3 separate regions of the Mus musculus genome follow, and all the other regions are linked to region 2. A link is a contact called in public Hi-C and promoter capture Hi-C data. All regions are on one chromosome and are shown on one strand. The core of a region is the stretch at or near the end of the contact, and the rest is flanking DNA. Distances in the headings are between cores, read along the strand shown.

What was found. Hi-C and Micro-C count contacts between places; a contact is called where the count stands out from the background. Capture Hi-C pulls out chosen DNA fragments and counts their contacts.
Region 1: a promoter capture Hi-C map of adipose tissue shows a contact between it and region 2. The contact joins the promoter of Stmnd1 here to the promoter of Cap2 in region 2. A contact is called at or near these places in 1 of 484 Hi-C or Micro-C datasets (neural progenitor cells), 2 of 115 datasets of contacts at active chromatin or transcription factors (embryonic stem cells and stem cell-derived neural progenitor cells) and 1 of 9 other capture datasets (adipose tissue).
Region 3: a Hi-C map of double positive thymocytes shows a contact between it and region 2, with 2.4 times the contacts expected there. The contact joins the enhancer-like site here to the promoter of Cap2 in region 2. A contact is called at or near these places in 5 of 39 promoter capture datasets (embryonic stem cells, hippocampal neurons, liver and 1 more), 20 of 484 Hi-C or Micro-C datasets (CD4 T cells, the HPC-7 cell line, Th1 cells and 13 more), 6 of 115 datasets of contacts at active chromatin or transcription factors (cardiomyocytes, embryonic forebrain, embryonic stem cells and 3 more) and 3 of 9 other capture datasets (adipose tissue, embryonic stem cells and liver).

What each region holds. Positions count from the first base shown.
Region 1 is chr13:46,272,015-46,276,766 of GRCm38.p6, reverse strand. Stmnd1 (stathmin domain containing 1) reads right to left here and starts at 3,046. Exons shown (of 5, transcript NM_001005422.1): 1 at 2,863-3,046. The coding sequence starts at 2,949.
Region 2 is chr13:46,500,384-46,505,384 of GRCm38.p6, reverse strand. It overlaps Cap2 (CAP, adenylate cyclase-associated protein, 2 (yeast)), which reads right to left and starts at 3,482. Exons shown (of 13, transcript NM_026056.4): 1 at 3,174-3,482. It overlaps LOC115488182 (a long non-coding RNA gene), which reads left to right and starts at 3,435. Exons shown (of 2, transcript XR_003950691.1): 1 at 3,435-3,520; 2 at 4,652-5,001.
Region 3 is chr13:46,309,839-46,314,661 of GRCm38.p6, reverse strand. No RefSeq gene overlaps it. Among named protein-coding and RNA genes, the nearest start is that of Stmnd1, 39 kb to the right of the region's middle. Within about 2 kb of position 3,516, at least 15 of the 459 cell types and tissues checked have an H3K27ac peak or open chromatin away from gene starts, as enhancers often do. A contact at or near this core is called in cerebral cortex, double positive thymocytes and hippocampal neurons, where this site is marked.

The DNA of each region.
Region 1 (4,752 bases), core at 1,797-4,296, 230 kb after region 2:
GTTATGCTATTTGTCACAGCAACAGAAAGAAAACTGGACAAACATAAAGAACTGTGGTGGCTTGACAAATACACTAATCTTTCTGACTAGCATAGTTAACACTTGGAAGGATGTGACTTGTGGCCCTGACAGCTAGTCTATATAATAAAACCATATTTACTGATAATTATATGGTTGAGAAAATGAAAGTAGCTATAAAAGAAATATGAATCATAAAAGATTTCCTATGTATAATCCTACCTGAGAAATTAATTGGATAGATAAGGAGTCTTAGCATAGTAATCTAAATTTCATAAATGTATTTTTTTGGGGGGGAAAAGAGAGGGGGAAATGTGGAATCAAAGCAACAATAACTGAGGTGCCCAGAGAGCTACCTTGGAACTCATGAGCCAGTGGAAGAGCAGGGCCTTCAAAGCAGAGGATAGTTCTGGGTCACCAGCTGGGGTGGAGCTCTGCGCTGAGGGATGGATTGAACCCTCATCAGTCCTGCTGAGGAACAGGTCTAGGAATGACCTTCCAAGGGCCAGGGAACAGCATGGGAAAGGCAGGGAGGTATGGGCAGGCCTGGAAGCAAGCACTGTAGGTCATTTGGCCTGGAAGAGCAAGAGTCTGTGGAGAGGAGGGGCAGTACCGAGAACACGACATTAGCAAGCGAGGATTAGAGGGTTAGTCCATGATGGGGAGGGCTTTCTTAAGAAGACAGAAGGCAGTGTGTTGGTGGAGCAGTTAGGTTATGACAAGAAGAACAAAAGACCCTGAGCCCAAAGTCATCCTTGGCTACATAAAAAAGTATTGATGCCTTAATTAAACTCAGACAATCACTATTAGGAACAGAAAGCAGAACACAGCATTTGTGTGGGTGGCATCTGGGCACAGGCTTCTCTCGGAGCATGAGAGACTGAGCCATGGAGCCCTGTAGCACACCCCAGTAGGCTGGCTGGCTATCTATTTATCTATCTAAAGATAGGGTCTCATGTATCCCAGGTTTGCCTTGAACTCACTCTGTAGTTAAGGGCGACCTTGAATTCACGATCCCCCTGCTTCCCGAGCACTGGGATCACAGGTATACACTAGCACACCTGAGTTCTACATTGCTGGGATGAAAGCCAGGGCTTTTACATGCTAGGCCAGCACTCTTCCCACTGAGCCACAAGCCCCATCCTTCAGGCTTGCTTTTTACATCCACTCCAGGGGCTCAGATGTGCCACACCCATGCGGGGTACCATCACTGGTCCCTGAGCATGCTCACACCATGAGAAGACAGTGGATGCCTTTCACACAGCAGCCCGAAGAATGCCTTGTGGAAACGGTGGCCCTGAGTGGCTGCGAGATGCTTCCCCCAGCCTGAGAAAGGGGGTTGCAGGCTCTCCTTCACTCTTCGAAAGTGCAATTTTGAGGGAGTATGTGGTGGACCTCTCCTTGGGTCACCCCCCATGAGTTGAGGTCTTGATACCAATGAGATGCCCATTCTATAGGTGAAACTATAACTTTCCTGACAGAAGAGAAAGAATTCTAAAGAGACCCTTGTGCCCTTCCCTCTAGCTATTTGACTAGTGAGACAAAGGTCCCCCAGAAGTTGGAATTTCTCCCCGAGTCTCAGGCTAGGAGAGAGAACAGCTGAGTCTCTGTTAGAGGCAGGCTTTGGCTTTCCCACACAGGTCTGACAGAGAGAGTCTGGAGCTGAGACCATGATGGCGTCAGTGATGGGCAAGACCATACCAGGATCAAGACTGATTCATTATTGGTGCTTCTTGCCCTAAAACATGTTAATTACATTTGTATGTGTGTGCGCACATTTATGGAGCTCAGGAAATAGTTTTAAGGAGTCAGGGCACCATCTACCATGTGGCACCAGGGCATTGAACTTGAGTCTTCAGGCTTGGTATAAATACCCTTACCAACTAAGCCAGCCCTTCCTCAGTTCAGACCTACAGGTCACATCAGAACCCCAAAGACAGACTTGGGAAGTCTCTGAATCTCTGTTTTTGTTCTTCTTCCAATGTGGCCATATTGAAAAAAAATTAAAAATTTTCCTACTTTGCACTATTTTTTAATGGGCTGATGGAGTATAAATGGCCAAGCCTGACTTATTAGGTCTGTCGGGGCCTAACCCTTATTGTAGAGTCAGGGAAAGATGCTAAACAGCCCAGCCTCTGACCCCCACTGCCCTGTGGGAACTTCCCCCGATATCTCCAGGTAAATGATACAAACTGAGGCACAGTGGATTGGAAGGGGAATCTAAAAAACCAGATTCCCTCTAGCTTTGTCCCCCAAAGCTGAACAACCCAGATGATGTAGCTCGATGGTTGACAGAGCTCTGTGTGCTATAAAGAAATACAGAGGAAGGGCTGTTCCAGGACCAACACTAGCTGGCCCCACTCAGGAACTCCCGCCTTCCCATGAGACATTAGGTTGATGGCAGAAACCACTACCCCTCCTGTGGGCCTGCATCTGCCGGGGCTGTGACCTCATGCATGTGTCTGCAGATGCAGATATACAGAGGCATGCACACTTTCTTGATTTAGAGACACCAGCCAACAGTGGCAGAATAAACTCTTGGTTTATTCTGGCAGTCTCTCTTGGTTCACATCCTCAGTAACATACCTACTAAGAGGGTGGTAAACTGCCCACTGGCTCCAGATCACTTCAGAGCTTCCTAAGTGTGGAAGTGTGGGAAATCTGCCTCCCCTCCCCTCCCCTCCCCTCCCCTCCCCTCCCCTCCCCTCCCCTCCCTGTCCTCTCTTTTCTCCTCTTGTGTCCTCCCTTCTGCTCTCTCTGACAGTGTCTTGCTATGCACGCAGCTCCAGTGTTCACTATGTAGTCCAGGCGTGTGCTCCCACAAGGTCTGTGATTGTCTGTTACCTTGGATCCCTCTTCCCAGCCCTTCCTGGGAGAGGGTATGCGGCTCTGGCTCTGGTCCTCCTTTTGCTGGGAAGGTCCACAGCCCATTGCTCCTCCTCTCTAGGCTGTGCCCCCTGGAGCTTCTATCTTGTCCTGGAGTCCTTGTTCCCCAGTCAGGGCCCAGCACGCCCTCCTCCCATACCTCCAGGCTCAGCATCTGGGCAGTTGCTGGAAACTGTTGCCATAATAAACAGGCGTCACAGTCACACAGACCAGGGACCTGAGTGAGGCAGGATGTGACTTTTGCAAGGGAAAACTAAAAGATCTGAGAAGCCATCCAATTCTCTTCTAGGAGGGAGGGGAGGGAAGGGCTGAGTCTAAGCAACCGGCTGGACTGGACACTCATTTCTTTTTCTTTGCCCTGCGCCGCAGGGCCCTCCCCCATACCCCTTATCTGGTTCAGGCATCACATCAGCAGCAGCAGCCTGTGGCAGGCCACGATGCAGACAGCCAGCAGAAGACAATTAAATGCCACAGGATGGTCACATAAGAAATAAACCCCGCTTCATGGGTGAAAATCACTCAGGACCACAAATAGCTCTGCGGCTGCCAGCGGATCTGGAAATCATTTTCGACTTGCAAAGTCCACTTTAGGAACGGTTGTGCAGCGGGGCGGGAGAGGGGGCGGGGCGGGGGGGGGAGAGGAATCTCTACATTGTACAGAGAATGAAACCAACAGGGTGTCATCCCCCCTCCCGCCCCCTGCCCCGCACCTTGTCAAGAGAGGCGGAGCAGGGAACTGTGGGTTGCTCACACTAGCAGTAAGCTTCAGAACTTTAATCCTTTTTCCCTTCTTGAGGACTAAGAAGGTGGAGTCGAAAAGATGCTTGATATGTCTCAACCCTTTGTTTTCAAGGCTATACATTTAGGCTTTAGGGGAGCCACGTGACTTTCCTAAGATCTCCAGGGAGCTAGTTACAGAGGAGGAGCTGTGACCAGGACCCAGGAGGCCAGTTCTGTCCCTCTGCTTCTCCAAACAACTGGAAAACGCATCCCAGGCTTCCTGGAAATGTAAAACTCCCAAGATCTTCCCAATGAATCCCGAGGCCAGCTCTGCTCTAAATAGCTAGATTATAAAGTGCACATTTGTTTGCTGGGGTCCAGGCTGACCTCAGCTTACTATATAGCTCAGGATGACCTTGAACTCCAGATCTTCCTGCCTCTGCCTCACAAGTGTTGTGATGACAGTGTATGAAATTACTTTAAAATTTTTATTTTTGACCTTTTTGAGACAGGCAGGTCTACATAGCCTGATCCTCAGTACAGAACACAAGCCTGTCTCTGACTCATGGAAATCCCTCTGCCTCAGCCTCTCAAGTACTGGGATTATAGGTGTGAATCATCATTTCAGGGTTTATTTTTCAGCCACTCTGTTGCTGCTCAAATAATGGTGTTTGTCAAAGTTTTACTAACATGGAGAAAGATGTATCAAACCCAAGTCCAAGTCTTAAAACTAGGAAACAGAACAATGAAGATTTGTTAATGATGTCAACCTCTAGAAACACAGGCTCATGGCTGAACTAAGTTACTTTGGAAAAATCTCACCTAGGATTATCCAACCCAAAGTGCACTTATAAAATGTTCCTGGGAAAGTTCAACCCATGTTGATAAAACTGGAGAGTAACTGTAGCAGATACCTGTGTTTTCTTTGAAGCGATCTGTTTTCAGGGAGTGAATGGGGTGGTACCAAAATGTGTTGTGTAGGCATTTTCTAAAGCATCCTAAGTCTATGGTCCAAAACTATGAAAACACCCCTTTCTTAGGAGTGTGCTGGGGCTAGTTCCTGCTGGTGTGGAAGAGTCCCTCGCTAGCACTGATGGGTCCCAGCTGCTAAACCAGCTGGTATCAAAA
Region 2 (5,001 bases), core at 2,233-4,732:
GTTGTCTTCACCTTTCTCTTGAATGTAGACTTAAACAGTGGAATTGCGAGGTCACTGAAGGAACCGGGATTTTTTCAAATTAAACACATCATTTTATATCCCCATCGGCAGCGTTTGAGGGCTGCAATTCCTCCACATGCTCACCAGCACTTGGGATGATCTGATTTTTTAATTACAGTCACACTAGTCAGTCTGGCATGAGATCTCACTGTGGTTTTGATTTGCAATTACCTGATGGAATAAGGATGTCGGGCATTAGCCAGGCAGTGGTGGCACACGCCTTTAATCCCAGCACTTGGGAGGCAGCCTGGTCTACACAGAGAAACCCTGTCTTGAAAAACAAAAAACAAAAAAGCAAAAAAGGATGTTGGGCATTTTTTTTTTTTTTTTGAGACAGGGTTTCTCTGCCCTGGCTGTCCTAGAACTCACTTTGTAGACCAAGGTGGCCTCGAACTCAGAAATCCGCCTGCCTCTGCCTCCCGAGTGCTGGGATTAAAGGTGTGCGCCACCACGCCCAGCATGGCATTTTTTCTTTTCCACAGCTTTAATGGCCATTCATCTGTCCTCCTTGGCACACTTTGATATTAGACCATCTTTTATTAACAAATTAGAAAGGCTGTTTATATATTGTGGACCTGAATCTCTTATCATATATTTGATCTTATGTATATACATGTGTGTGTGTGTGTGTGTGTGTGTGTATACACATTATATTTTGAGAGTTACCTATTTACAACTCTTTTGTTCTCATGCCCGCATCTACACTTGGCAGTAAGTTCATGGTCGCTCCCTTAAATCTGATGCTCATAACTTATCTAGGCTCAGCATATTCTGATGTATAATACAAAATTGATGAATCAAGACTAAAACTAAACCTTGGGATAAAGATATATGTTAGGAGATATTCAAAAGGAAATAAAACACCACTGTGTCAAAAGTAAGTTAATGTTGTTCTTGTGAGTATTTAATTTCTGGGCATAATTCAAGCAGTTGGAGAATCTAGCCGTCTGAGACTCTAGCCCAAGGTGGGAAGATGCTCTCTACTTTCAGGAGGAAAAAAAAAATCAAACAAACAAACCCCTAAACTACTTCTCTTCTGTTTCCTTCAACCTTCTTCCTGTAAACTAAGTGTGTATGTGCACATATGCCTGTGTTTGTATGTGTATGTGTGTGCTTGTATGCATGTATGTGTTTGTGGTGTGTGTATGTCTGTATGGTGTGTGAGTGGATATGCTCGCATGTATGTGAGTGCAAGTGTGTGTGTGAGTGTGTGTGATAGAGGAGAAAAATTGCTACTGGTGAAAATCAACTAAATTTCAAATTTCATATCTGTTAACACAATGAAACTCGCCGGTACAGTCCTCTCCATATTCTCCTCGTCCTCGTTCGATTTACAATAGCCAAGCTGAGTAGTTACTAAGTCGACCTTGAGGGCTGCAGAGCCCCTATTTACCATCTAGCTCTTTAGCCAGGAAGTTAGGGAACCCCACACTCCCGTCATTCCAACAAGCTAAACAATGTCTTGTGGAAAACCCCACTTCCGGCTTGCAGAACTGGTTGGTCACTATCATTTCTCACAGTCAGCTTCTTTTTTTTCCTCTTTGTCTTTGAGTCTCACTTGAGCCTAACTTTATTAAGGATTTTCAGATTCGAGGATCCGTGGAGAAATAAGTCTTTTCTTAAGAAAAAAAAAAAAAAGGTACAGTCTTGTCAAGATACCGTGCTCTGACTGCAAGTGATCGAATTAATTCTTTCCACCAGCTTTCTGTACCAGCTTTCAGTCCCTAACCACGCAGAACCACCCCGAACCCCTCCCTGCCCTCAGCAGGCTTGTATTCTAACAAAACCCCAGCAAATCGAAGTCACTCCAAAGGTGAGACAGACACCACTGTTACTTTCCACAAAGTGGTCCCAGCTACGTCAGCAAGACTTCTGAGACACCTTCGTTAGGTGTGGCAGTGCCTACCAGTAATCCAGCACTCAGAAGCCGGAAGCAGGAGGATTGTGAGTTTGAAGTCAACCTGGGCTAATGGCGAGTTCCTGGCTAGTCTGGGTACAGAGTAAGTCCGCCTCTCGGAAGCAGAGGAGCACACCTGTAATCTCAGCTCGGAAGCAGAATGATTGCTAACAGTTTGAGGTCAGCCTGGGGTTCCATGGCAAAGCTCTGTCTACCAACAAACCAAGCAGCCAAACGAACAGGCAGTGCTCTCTCTGCAAGCAATTCTGATAAACTCCCCCCCCCCTTTTTTTCTTTTTTCTTTTTCTTTTTCTTTTTCTTTTTTTTTTTTTTTTCCGTTTGTTTCTGCCTTCTCCTGATTACTCAGGCCAAGACGCAAGTCTTGGCTGTACAAAGTTCACCTCCACTTGGTAAACTTTTTAGACCTAATTCTAAATACAAGTCCTAAAAGCACAAACTCACATAAAGAACGCCTGGATTCCGACATGACTTAATGCACAGCCTCTGTGGTGTTGATGAGAATAAATAGTCTCATGTGCATGGCGGGCCATCCGCCTAAAGATGACGACAAGATTGCTGATGTCACAAACAACCCCCTATGGGACAGTCAGAGAGCTGCTGAGGGGTACCATTTTCAGAGCGGTCCCTTCAAAGCATCAGTTGCGTGTGCATTTTTTAGAAGTGACTCATGGCCTCAAGTCAGATTCTGCAGAGAAGCCAGGTCCCTTCCTTTCCTTCCAGCACCTTCGGATTGAGGTGGCACTGGCGAGGTCTAATTCAATGACACCCACCCGGGAACCCTCAGAAAGCTCAAAGCAGAGCAGTGGAGACCCCTTGAAGTTAGACCGGCCTAGGGTGCGGTGGTTGTCGGCGGGCAGGCCATAGGTGGCCCTCCAGCCCGAAACTCGCGGTCCTCAGCGCCAGGCGAGCAGCTGGAGCGCTGGGCTGAGCTGACCCAGATGAGGACTGCCCCAGTGTCAGATCCCCGCATCACAGATCCTCACATCTCCGGTCCTCACTTCCCTTGTCCTCACATCTGGGTGGCCTCAGATCCCTGAGTCTGCTTCGCCTTTCTTCCCCGCGCCCTGGCCATCTCCCACCCTACCAGGGGCGCGCAACTTGAGAGCGCCGGCCTTGGGTGCCGGGTGTCCAGGCAAGCCCCCCATTCTCCTCGCCGCCCCCCCCCCCCCCGTCCCCCTCCGCGTTCCAGCCTGACCTGCTGTAGAGCTCAGGTCCTGGCTTCGGTGATGCAAAGCCGGCTCCGGCCACTTGCGCCCTCCTCCCGCAGGCCCGGTGCTGCCTCCGCCTCCCCCCTGCACGGGAGCCCGAGTCGGTCACGCTGCTCTCGGGGAGAGTCGCCCGCAGCTTCCGGCAGCTCCAAATACAGACGGGCGCGGGAGGGGCCGGGAGCACCCAGCCGAGGGCGGGGGTGGCAAGGAAGGGAGCAGAGAGGAGACACAGATGGGCCGTGGGAGAAGAGAGATAGGAGGGCAGAGGCGATCGCCGGTGCAAGCAGGAAATGCCTTCGCCTCCTCCTGCGGGTTTGCAAAGAGCTCTGAAAAGGTCTGGCGGTCCCTGAAGGGGGTTGGGGGTGGGTAGGGCTGCATAGTGACCCGCACAAAGAGAGGGAGAATGGAGCACCTCGAATATCCTCCAACTCAAAGAAAAGGATAAAGGAGAGCAAATGCATGTATCTCTTCAGATAGATTGTAGATCTGGGGCAAGTAACTTATATACAGAAACTTTAAAAAGTCATCTGATTATTTAGAAACGAGTAGAATCCTTGGCCGGCCTACTCCAGCAACTGTTTTACTTGTAGACACTGCCCCTTATTTTATATATGTATGGTCTATGCTGACGAAACTGGAAGCGTTTCTCTCTGGTTAGCATAATTAGACAGAGAGGATCGATTTTCGATTTTCATCTGAGTCTGGAATACTGGACACAAAGCTCTTCACTGAATGAATGATTGTCAAGGGGAAAAGCTGCAGACGAAGGGAGGGGGAGAGAGAAATGTAATAGCTTATGTTCTTTTGTTTAAAATTTGAGAAAGTGTCTCCCTACAAAGCCCTAGCTGCCCTGGGACTTGCTGTAGAACAGGTTGTTCTTGAACTCACAGACATCCTCCTGCCTCTGCTTCCAGAGTGCTGGGATTAATGGACAGATCCACTATGCCTGGCCCTACAGATATTCAAAAAGCAAACTCTCAAAATTGTGTAGTAAAGGGGATTCTGGTAAAGCCAATGTTCCCTGTTGTCTTAGGGTTTTATTGCAGAGAACAGACACCATGACCACAGCAACTCTTTTTTTTTTCTTTTTCTTTTTCTTTTTCTTTTTCTTTTTCTTTTTCTTTTTCTTTTTCTCTTTCTTTTTCTTTTTCTTTTCTTTCGTTTTTTTTTTTTCCCTTCGATACAGGGTTTCTCTGTGTAGCCCTGGCTGTCCTGGAACTCACTCTGCAGACCAGGCTGGCCTCGAACTCAGAAATCCACCTGCCTCTGCCTCCCAAGTGCTGGGATTAAAGGCGTGTGCCACCACGGCCCAGCGACCACAGCAACTCTTATAAAATAAAATATTTAGTTGGGGTTGGGTATTAGTCAGAAGTTCAGTCCATTATCATCATAGCATGAAGCCTGTGGCACGCAGGTAGACATGGTGCTGGAGAAGCAGCTGAAAGTTCTACATCTTGATCTCCAGACAGCAAGAGGAGACTGCATACCACACTGGATATAGCCTGAGCATATAACACCTGAAAGCCAACCTCCACAGTGACTCCATCAGCAAGGCCACACCCACTCTAAGAAAGCCACACCTCCTAATCATGCCACTCCCTTATGGGCCTAATGGAGCCAGTTACATACAAACTACCACAACTGTCGATGTTAAAAATCACATTTAACTCAGCTCTTGGTGTTGTCAAAAGCCCACAACTGTGGAGCCATGCCTAGCAGGCACCTCTTGACTCTCTTTTGTCTGGAGTAAATGGAGACCTGCTTATTATTTGTGCTGACACATGTGCTTTGAATGAACACATATACTGGGCTTTT
Region 3 (4,823 bases), core at 2,267-4,766, 190 kb after region 2:
AGACTTCATTCCAACCGATTCCCACGTGCAGTGCATGGGATCTTCTGCCCTGAAGACTAGAAGGATCTGAGGATCAGAATTACTGTCAGATTCCCAGATTCCCTGCTGCTGGTCCATGACGACACTCAGAGGAGTCCAGTGATGTCTCTCAAACACAAGCAGCAGCATCTGCTGCCCACAACCCTGACTGCTTTACAGGATAAAGGCCTGCTTAAATGTCACCCTCTCCATGGAACCTGCACAGAGCCCTCACCGGAGTGCCGTTTCTCCCCTAGGCTCTGATTCTGTGTGCCTTTCACTCCCTGCTTGCTTTGCTCTCTCCTCTTTGGATAGATGCTGGACACCTACAAATTAAGTCAAGTTTAATTGTTTTCGTCTCCATCTTTCCTTCATCTCCAAGACTCCCCACAGTAGCCAACACACAGTACTTGCTAAATAAACATTTATTCCACGAAAGACTGGATAGTCAAGAGCAAGCTATGTAAAAAAGGGGTGGCTGCCTTTTTCCTTAAAAAGCTAGATCCACTCCTTAATCAATTTAGCTAACCTGGAGGTTGCCTTTAAGGCTGGGTACTATAAAAAAGGATGACTATGCCTCAAAGCAATTTCCTTAGGCTGCCATATCTCTATGTAGGAATGAATGTGATTTTCCTCTTTCCTATACTATTTTTCCCAAATGCTAAGCATTTTAAATGCATTTGCCACAAGAGACAATATAGTACCCCTACGAAGCAAATAAACTGACATGTTATTTCACCTGACACTTAGCAGAGCAATGACTTAATAAAACTCTTCAGTTCTGAAGCATAAGAAACTCTGTAATTTGGAGGGTGGAAAATGTAAGGCATCTCCTTTTTATTAAGATGGATGCAAGTATCTTAGGGCACAGTCACAGAAGAGGTCCAGCATGATTAAACATATAAATTACTGCCATCTATCTCCAAGTGTCAAAAACCAGGATCAGGCTGAGGAGAACTTAAATTCCTAGATGATTCTGAGCATGCGAAGTTTTGCTCTGTCTCCGGATGGCATTTTATAAAACACATCTTTCATTTTCAGTGTTGAAGAATTTAAGGCATTAGGAGTTGTACATTCAGATAGAAATTGGCTGGAGGGAAGGTACTTGTTGGCAGTGGGTATGTTCATAAATGATTTACAGAAGCCTATGAGTTGGTTTATTCTGAGTTTTAATCGTCTCTTTCAATAAAACATTGACCAAGGACTTAGAGATCTGCCTGTGTTGTTCTTTGGAAAGGCAAGGCTCTGCGTGTTGTGACAGGAGTGATGGGTGATCTTGTGTGTGCCGAGAAGACTCCTGGGATCCAACTGCTAATTCAGTGTGGAGTAATCATTCACTAATTCATTTGCTTCACAGGTTTGCACGAGGGTCAGTGCCATGTGGGTGCTCTTGTTGGCCTAGGCATGCAGCCATGAACAAAACAGACACCAGTCACTGCGTGGATCCTGTTCTCTAGTTGGAGAGAGATGGGCAATGGGGCATTGCTGATCACTATGGAGAGATGTAATTCAGCTAACATAATCATGGGAGAAGTGATGGTGAGCAGTGGTCACAGCGGTGTTGAGGATGATGGAGGTGGTGAGAGATCGTGGCTTTAAACCGGATGGTCTGAGAAGAGTACCAGGCTCCTCCTCTGGAAGAATGGTCTGTGAAGCCATTTGGGTAGTGTGAACCCTGGTGTGAGGAAGGAACAGCAAGGGACATAATGGTTGGAGTGAATGAGTGGCCATGAACTCGATCCAAGCAAAGCCCGAGAGAGAATAGGGGCAGGTCATGCATGGGCACATAGCATACTGGACCATTCTGGCTTGACCTGGATAACTCTGGTGTTGCAGAGATTTATATTTTAATAAGATGACTGTGGCTGCCATATTCAGAATAGGTGGAAGGAGACAAGGCAGGATTGGCGGATGAATCAGGAGACCCTCGTGATTGGCCAGGAAAGGAAGGGTGATGACTGGCATCAGGACCAGTGGATGGAGGAGGCTAGACATACTTATTATGTGCAAATACAGTTTTGAAAAAGAGCCCTGCAAGATTTACTAAAGCTAGATAGACAGGGTAAAAGAGAAAGGAAGGCAGGACTGACAGCTCAGTCGGTAAAAGGCTTGTCCTGAGTTCCATCCCTCAGAATCCACATTCAAGAAAGATAAATGAATAAAACTCATGAAGTCTGGAGTGGTGAGAAATGCTTCTAATCTCAGCAGGAGAGAAGCAGAGACAGATTCCTGGGCATATAGATCAGGCAGCCTAGGCCACTCTGTCAGTCACTAGGCAATGAGAAACTATGTCAATAATAATGATAATAGTAATAATAATAACAATAACAACAACAATAATATAAGGTGGATGGTACTCAAGGAATGGTATCTGAAAGTTTTCTCCATACATACATACCCTCACACCCAGAGGCGAGAAAATGAGAGCAAAATCAAAGACAGCATCAAGTTTTGCTCCTGATCCACAGGGAGCTTCTGGTTGCTATTTGTTGTGAGAGAAAAGCCTTTAGGAGAAGCAGAAAGCTGTCCTACAGACATATTCTATTGAGATGCTGATGGAGAAGCCTGGCAGGATGTGTGCAGGGTCATAAACAGCAAGGAGCCACTGTTGTATGGATAGCCTCTACCATCGCAATGCACAAGCTGGCCAAGGATAAACTCATAGACAGACATTAGATGCCGCCCAGTGGGAAATGTTCTGGAATAATAAGTCTGGGGCCCGCCGGATGCAGGACACAGGACAGCTAGTGAACGTCCTGGAAGTCAAGAGGACATGGGAAGCGAGTGCTTTGAGAAAGAGGGCATGAGAAGCCATCAAGCACAGTGCAGATGTAGAGCTGTCCCATTGGTCCAGCAAGTCGTGACTGGAGCAAGAACAGATTCCATGAAATCGTGGAGGGGAACTCCACAGGAGGTATCTAAAGGAGAACAATTAGCAGACAAGAACTTTGGTGCTCTGTGCCAGGTGTACTCTTTTAGTACATTCAGATGTAAAGCAAAGACCAGGCTGGGGGCCTGGATGGGCAATGTGGATAAGAAGGAAAATGGAGTTCAAGAGAAGTTCAGGGAAGGCCAGTTAGAGGGGTGGCCTTTCACTGGGGACATGGGTGGGGAGGAAGGGGCAGAATGAGGTCACAAATACAGGCAGGTGGGTGGATGTGGGGGTGTGAGTACCGTCTTCCCGTCGCTTCTGTTTTCTCTTTGAAGTCTGAAGAAAGACCATGAGCTCCAGGTCTCGTGGGTCTCTGTAGAGTGAGAGACAGCAGCAGCCTTGGCGTCTGCACCATCCTACAAGTAACACGGATGGAGTTGAGAAAGTGAACCAGGGGAGTGAGTGGCTCAGGGGGTAAAGAACTTGATGTGCAAGTGAGCAGACCTGAATTCAGATTCTCAGAACCGATGTAAAACAGAGACATGGGACTGTCACCACAGTGCTCCTATGAGACAGGAGGCAGAAACAGGGGACTCTCCCGAGCTCCTGGGCCAGCTAGCCTGAGGCGTGCTACAGTGAGGAAGAGATCCTGTCTCAAGCAAGATGGAAGGGGAAGGACATCCGAGATTGTCCTCAGATCAACACACATGCATTTACACTCGTACGTGCTAACATGTACACACACACATACGTGCATATGCACGTGAACACACAGGCAAGAAGCAAAAGAAAGAGAGAAAAATGCAAAACGTCGCAAAAGCCAGTTAATTTTTAAATGTATTTATTGTCAAACCACAGAGCTGACTTCTATTAACTATCTTTTGGCACCACCTGCTGGAGACAGATCCCAGCAGCTAACGGCAAGGATCATTGATAATGTGCACAGCAAATGGGGAGAGAGAGAGATCTCTGTGGACTGGGATTCATCAGAAGAGTCACTTGTGAATTTCGCTGTACATGATCCTTTCCTCAAAGTGTGGTTTTTCAATGGTCTATGAAAAACAGAAATTCATAGAAAGAGAGAAACAGAGTTATAGTGGTTTTTTTTTCTTTCTTTTTTCAGGAATGGTAGTGGTGTTCTGTCCCTCAATAAAAGCGTAAGCTTTCTTCCTCTTCTGGCTACATCCCAGGAGTAGTTAGCTTATATGGGCCTTGAGATGCTCTTGGCTAATGTAATTATCCAGTGATTGAGATGAGTGAGATGCAGTTGCCAATACAGTATTTTAACCAAAATGGTCCAACGATATTACTTTTCCCATTTTCCATGCAATGTGTTGTGATGGAGATGGACATCTTCCCAGTGATGATGCAGGCTTGAAACTGCTTCCCTTAACCCAGAGACTTCCTGAGAGTTTATCTCAGCTGTAACTAGTGATGGTTCCTTACTATGTTCTTCTTTGTGTGTTTCCAAGGACCTTGCTGCAGACAAGTCACAAAGGTACAAATATCCATTTCTTGGAGAACTGGAAGGAAAATAGCCCTATATTCCTATATTCCTCACTTTTTCCCTACCTGCATCCAAGTACCCAATAAGAAGTAACTAAACTAAATGAAGAAGGCTTTATTCTGTTGTATAATTTGGAAGTACAGTCTAGCTTGGCAGCTTGGTGGCTCACATCTGAGAGGCTCAGGAAGCAGACTGTGTGGAATGCTGATCCTCAGCTGTTTTTCTCACCTATGGTAGGATGCTGCTTGAAATTAGGGATGTCCTTACCTCTCAGTTAATCCTTTCTGGAAACATCACCCACCTACCACAAGATATCTATCATCAGTGCCTTGCGTGTTTCTTAATCCACTCAAACTAGCAATCAAAATTAACAATGACAGGTTTTTATGTCATCTGGGATAATTGGGCAGTCACTCACTCTGCCAG